2 separate regions of the Sus scrofa genome follow, and region 2 is linked to region 1. Evidence: chromatin contacts called from public Hi-C data. All regions are on one chromosome and are shown on one strand. Each heading gives the region's core, a stretch centred on a gene start, on an enhancer-like site or on the middle of the called end of the contact. The rest is flanking DNA. Distances are from core to core; before and after follow the strand shown.

What was found. Hi-C and Micro-C count contacts between places; a contact is called where the count stands out from the background.
Region 2: a contact with region 1 is called in a Hi-C map of liver, with 13 times the contacts expected there. The contact joins the enhancer-like site here to the promoter of FAXDC2 in region 1. A contact is called at or near these places in 2 of 5 promoter capture datasets (fetal liver and liver), 7 of 47 Hi-C or Micro-C datasets (embryonic fibroblasts, heart right ventricle, liver and 4 more) and 1 of 2 datasets of contacts at active chromatin or transcription factors (alveolar macrophages).

Annotation. Positions count from the first base shown.
Region 1 is chr16:68,357,773-68,360,757 of Sscrofa11.1, forward strand. It overlaps FAXDC2 (fatty acid hydroxylase domain-containing protein 2), which reads left to right and starts at 1,471. Exons shown (of 8, transcript XM_021076711.1): 1 at 1,471-1,645.
Region 2 is chr16:68,431,583-68,434,660 of Sscrofa11.1, forward strand. The region is part of intron 1 of LARP1 (la-related protein 1); the gene reads right to left. Among named protein-coding and RNA genes, the nearest start is that of LARP1, 18 kb to the right of the region's middle. Within about 2 kb of position 1,824, at least 6 of the 83 cell types and tissues checked have an H3K27ac peak or open chromatin away from gene starts, as enhancers often do. A contact at or near this core is called in alveolar macrophages, fetal liver and liver, where this site is marked.

The DNA of each region.
Region 1 (2,985 bases), core at 221-2,720:
TCTACAAATAACAAATGCTGGCGAGGATGTGGAGAAAAGGGAACCCTACTGCACTGTTGATGGAAATGTAAATTGGTGCAACCAGTTTGGAAAACAGTATGGAGGTTCCTCAAAAATCTAAAGATAGAATTGCCATATGATCTAGCAGTCCCACCCCCGGGTAGGCATATATCCAGATAAAACTATAATTCAAAAAGATACATGCACCCCTATGTCCACAGCAGCACTGTTTACAATGGCCAAGACATGGAAACAACCTCAATGTCCATCAACAGATGAGTGGACAAAGATGTGGTGTGTGTATACACACACACACACACACACAATGGAATATTAGCCATAAAAAAGAATGAACTGTGGAATCTAAAATACAATATAGGAGTTTCCATTATGGCTCAGCAGGTTAAGAACCCAACATAGTCGCCGTTCCATCCCTGGCCTCGCTCAGTGGGTTAAGGATCTGGGGTTGCTGCAAGCCGTGGTATAGGTCATAGATGCAGCATGGTTCTGGCGTTGCCGTGGCTGTGACATAGGTCTGCAGCTGCAGCTGCAATTTGACCTCTAGCCCAGGAGCTTCCATATGACACAGGTGCAGCCATAAAAAATAAATAAAAATAAAACACAACACAAATTAACATATTTACAAAACAGAAACAGACTCACAGATATGACAAACAGATTTCTGGTTGCCAGGAGGGAGATAAGGATTGGGAGTTTGGGATTATCGGAGGCAAACTAGTATATGTAAAGGATGGATAAACAACAAGGTCCTACCATGTAGCATAAGGAATTATATTCAGTATATTGTGATAAACCATAATGAAAAAGAATATGAAAAGTTATGTGTGTATGTGTGTATAACTGAAACACTTTGCTGTATAGCAGCAATTAACACATCTTGTAAATCAACTATATTTCAATAAAATATTTTTAAAATAATTCAACCTCTAAAAATAGCAATAATTCTTAGAAAGTTTAAAAATTCAGTTCTTTCCCAAAGTTATCACAATTTCACATCATGCGTCATCCTGTATTCTAATTTCCCCTGTTTCGAAGTATAAACTTAACCTCTCTGGGTATTACTTTCCTGCATCTAGACTCAACCATAGTAGCTGATGCTACTCCCTTGGCTGCCCTCAGCAGCAAAAGAATCAAAAATGAGGAAATGAGGTCCTCCAGTCCATGGAACCTTTCTATCCACTTGAACTGCCCACTTTCCACTCTTCAACATTATCTGATACCCACGTCTCTTATCAAAAGTGCCTCCTACAGGACAGCAACATTTTAAGTTGAGGAAGATGAAGAAAGTTTTTTGAAAAGAAGGAAAAAAGCCCAGAGTTCAGCCGATGCGCTTTTTCCAGTGCTGGTTTAGATTTCACATTTCCTCTTGGCTTTCAGGAGATGTCCTTTGGCAAAAAGGTGTTTTTGTTTCCAGTCAAAACAGACCCAATTTTTTTCTCTTGTCACGTGCCTGGCCAGAGCCAGTTGGCTGCTGTAACATGATCACCTTGGCCAGGATCCCAGCACACCCGTGTATTAACAGGGTGAGGCAGCAGCAGCTCAGCAACAGGGCAGCACCTCACACAGGGGCTGGAGGAAGAGAAAGCGGTACCTCGGAGGTGCTGGGAAACAGTCCACTGCAGAGGTGAGTGCAAGCTGGGAAGCCACGCAGAGAAGCTGGTCACCAAGGTCAGGATGTGTCCAAGTTCATTTAAAGTTCACCCTTCTTCCCTCTACCACCTTTCCGTCTTCTCCACTTACAGTACTGGTGACATGTGCCTCTGAACAATGTCCTGGGATGTTACGTTAGTACACAGAGTTCCCTTCATAGCTCACTAATGTCCTCTGCCTGTGTGCGCACCATCTACCTCCTCTGTAGTCTTGTTTTTCTAGCATTTGACAGGTAATTCTGTCAAATGGACTGGGTTTGGCTTAAAAAGTCCCAAGTCAGAACTTGAAAATCTGAACTGGAAGAGACTGCCAGGATGCAACTGTGGTTGAATTGCTTCTCCTCTCTAATTTGCTGGGGTCACCTGGAAGGGATGGGGCTAATTATAAGACTTAAAATTGCAAGGACCCAAGATAGATGTGTGGGCTAGGAGATGGACAACCATACCAAAGCTGTTTTGATGCAACATAGAGGGATTTATCAACAGCTCTTCGGTGCTAGACTTACCTCTAAGTAAGTGTGGTACACCTCTGAGACACCCACAGAGGTCACTGTGTGAGGGGAATGCAGTGTGCATAGATGGGGTGAGCAACGGACCCGTGGTTTTCAGGGTGCTCATACAGGTCCTGAGAGGCTGAGGCAAGCAAGACAAGACAGACTTGTAGGCTGCTTCAGTTTCATATGCAATTCCAACTACATTTCTCTGGTTGGGATATGAAGATTCAGTTCAATTTAGTAAAGCAAATGTTCTGCTCATTAGCTTCTGACTTTAGAAAGTAGTGCAGGGACAGGTGCTTAAATGTTCAAGAGCCAGTGCTGGACACATTCTGAGGGCAAAAAGCAAGTCTTCTTTTCCTCTTTCATTTATTTAGCAAAAACTTCCTGAGTATCTGCTACAAACCAGGCTTGTGTTTGGTGCTGTGGATCTCACAGTAAATAAAACAGGCAGGCTTTCAGCCTCATGAGCATGCAGTCAAGTGGGGCAGTTAACTCAAAAAGAGTCTTTAAGTACCCACTGCAAAAGCTGCGAAGGGAGCACTGATAAAACTGTCCAGAGACATTTTTTAATTCCAGAGGTAAATGAGAGTCATTTTTGTCTTGGAGTTTAACTCTTTTCTACATGCATTTCATTGTCTTGAATGAATATCGTAACATAAATGTTACTTCATATTCTCCTCCTACATACTTTCTCCCTTAGAAAAATCAAAGTTATACTATTATGCTACTAAACAGAGCCAAGAAGTAGGTCTATTCATCTTTGGATCCCCTGTGGCTAGCATTGTATCTAGCACACAATAAATATTTCTCAAAAGAAT
Region 2 (3,078 bases), core at 574-3,073, 74 kb after region 1:
GGCCGCTCCTGTGGCATATGGAGATCCCCAGGCTAGGGGTCCAATCGGAGCTGTAGCCGCCAGCCTATGCCAGAGCCATAGCAATGCAGGATCCGAGCCGCATCTGCAACCTACACCACAGCTCACGGCAACGCCGGATCGTTAACCCACTGAGCCAGGGCAGGGATCGAACCCGCCACCTCATGGTTCCTAGTCGGATTCGTTAACCACTGCACCACAACGGGAACTCCATAAAGCCTTAATCTTAACTCCACCTGTAACTGGTTAATCTCGACTATGTGGGATGCTGTATTCAGGATCCTCAAACAGTAAACAGGCTCAAGAAAAGCCTGTCATAAATTACCACAAATGTCTTTATAATTCCAGTTTGTTAACAACTGGCAAACAGTCTTCATCTCAACAACTACTTAGGAGTTTCCATTGTGGCGCAGCGGAAATGAATCCGACTAGGAACCATGAGGTTGCGGCTCACTCAGTGGGTTAAGAATCCTGGGTTGCTGTGAGCTGCAGTGTAGGCTCCAGATGAGGCTCAGATCTGGTGTTGCTGTGGCTGTGGGGTAGGCCGGCAGCAACAGCTCTGATTAGACCCCTAGCCTGGGAATCTCCATATGCAGTGGGTGCAGCCCCCTCCTCAAAAAGGACAAAATTAACTATTTAGCCCACCCTACGCACTGTGGATAGTGAAGAGGTGAAAATGCCAAGCATCTGGCCGATGAAACTACTGACGGACCTGAGAGGCGACATAGGTGGTGGTGAGTTCAATGGCACTTTCCCTTCAGAGACCACCCTGTCCTCACCCCAGGTAAGACCTGCAACCCGTAGGCCTGGGCTCTTCCAGAAAGCTTAAGGCAAGGCCCAGGAAGAAGAAAATGCATCATCAGAAGTGAGAGCTATGGAATGGGTGACTCTGTACAAAGGGCACTAGGCTGCTACTTCCCCAAGGTCAGCCTGGATGACCCTACTTCACCACCAGCAGCAGGGTGGCGGCACAAGTAAGTAAGAGCCTGGGCTCCAGAGTCTCGGCTCTACAACTCCTATCTCCATGATTGGGGATTTCTGTAAATGGGAATAGAGTTTCTAACCTACTGGGAGTCTAAAGATTAAATGAGTTGATACTTGTAAAGTGCTTGGAAAAGTACATAGGAAATACTTAAGACTTGTTAGCTATTACTTGGAAGTTTATAGATACTTCTGAGTAACTGACTAAGGCTACAGACAGATTATTCCACCTCATCTCAAGCCTACTGCTGAACCTTTTAGGTACTAAGTCCTGGATGTTTGCTTAGCGCTCCTCACCTCTCCTAGAACCATGTCTACGCTCCGTCTTGAAGAGACCATCACTGGGGAAGAGGGGAACTGCTTTTAGGAGCAATATTCTCCTCCATTTGAGGCTTTCCCTGGCCTTTTCAGGGCTCGAGGTATGTCAATAGCTGACCCAGCTCGAGAGAGGGAAGAAAGCTGAAGGCTTACGTCTGGAGGACCAGGAGTGACAGCAACTACAGTGGGTCACCTGGGGTGCGTGCTGCCAGGCCTAATGCTCTTATCTCCACTCCTGTAGCATCAACCATTTGAAGGGCCTCCCATTTCTCCACCCCTGAGGGAAAAGGGCAGAAGGAGGAGAGAGCTAGCATAGGCATCCTGATTACCTTGCTGCCACCTGAGAGACTTTGGTTAACAGCCAGTTTTCTGCAAAATGAAAAGTGACCAGATGGCTTCCAAAGTCCCCTTGGACTCTGGCTCTCCGCCAGTCTAGGATCTCCAAAGAGCTGCCACCTCAGAGGGACATGACAGTGTTGATACTAGTCAGGGGGTGGGACTGGGAAGACCTGGAATAGAAGAGAACATTCCAGATCAACTGCAAGCTTAGCTGCAGCCAACAGAGAACGTTAGCGGCCTCTCTCCTCCCAGCCAGGAGTTGGGTTTTCTTAGGCTGCCACTGCCCGCATACTCCTTTCCTCAGGCTTGGCAGAAGGGCCTCCCGCTCAAAGGACAAACTGCTATGCCCACAGCTCCTGTATAGAAAGGGTGACATAGTCAAGCGTCTTAAAGAGAAAAAAAAAAAAAAAAAATTATGGAGCTACTATTGAGTCCTTAAGTATGATCTGTCACTGTGCTAAGTGCCTCCCTTGCAATACCTCACCTAATAGAAAGACTGATGTTTATCTTTTTACTCTTCTGAATTTTTTCCTTATTAGTTGTGCTTCAAGTGGGTGGGGGAAGAAGACCAGCTCTGCCAGTTTTTAACTCTGACTTGAGAAGGTCCCTTAATCTTCACGAGCTCATGTAGTAGGAATTTCTCCATAAAAGGGGGCCGACTACCACCCACCTCAAGGGCACTGTGAGATATGAGCAAAGAAATGTTCTGTAATGTCTTAAATGCAATCTCAAAAGCAGTACCAACCCTTTTAATCCAAGCACCTGATGAGTAAGACGAGATCCCAGGAGTAATCAAAGCATGGTGGCTTGGAATCCTCAGCTCTGGCAGGCCACCTTGGACAGCGTCCCACCTCAGGACAATGAGCTCCCAGAGGAGGACAAACCAAGCAGCCTCCTTGGTACCCAAGGCAGGCCCCTCTCAGCCTGTGGACACCTGGTACAGGTACTACAGTAATGGAAGAGGAAAATGGACTTCATGGATCCACCCAGTCCTCAAAACCCCAATCATCAGTAATCTGGTCACCTTTCTGTGAGGGCCAATCCAAGGTCTGCCTCATCTCAGCCTTCCAGACGAAGGAGCAGAAGGTGGCCAGCAGCAGGCTAGTGATACACTTAGAGGCAGTCTCATTTTACACACTGAAAAATCAAGGGACAGGTTTGGGTACAGGGGATGGAAAAAATGAAACCACGCTCCTACAAATCTCTAAGGAGTAAGGTTCTTGCCACAAAAGTGGCCTAGTAGGAAGCACCTATGCCCTTGCCCTAGAGGGGGCAGCACTGTCTGACGAACTAACCAAGTACTTAGAAATTTCTCAATTCTGACCTTGCCGGGCCAACCCATGTCCCTTTCTGCACCCCCTTTGGCCCAGCTGGCCTTTTTCCCATTGCTGGCCAACCTCCACCAGGGACGTGCTGTGGGCT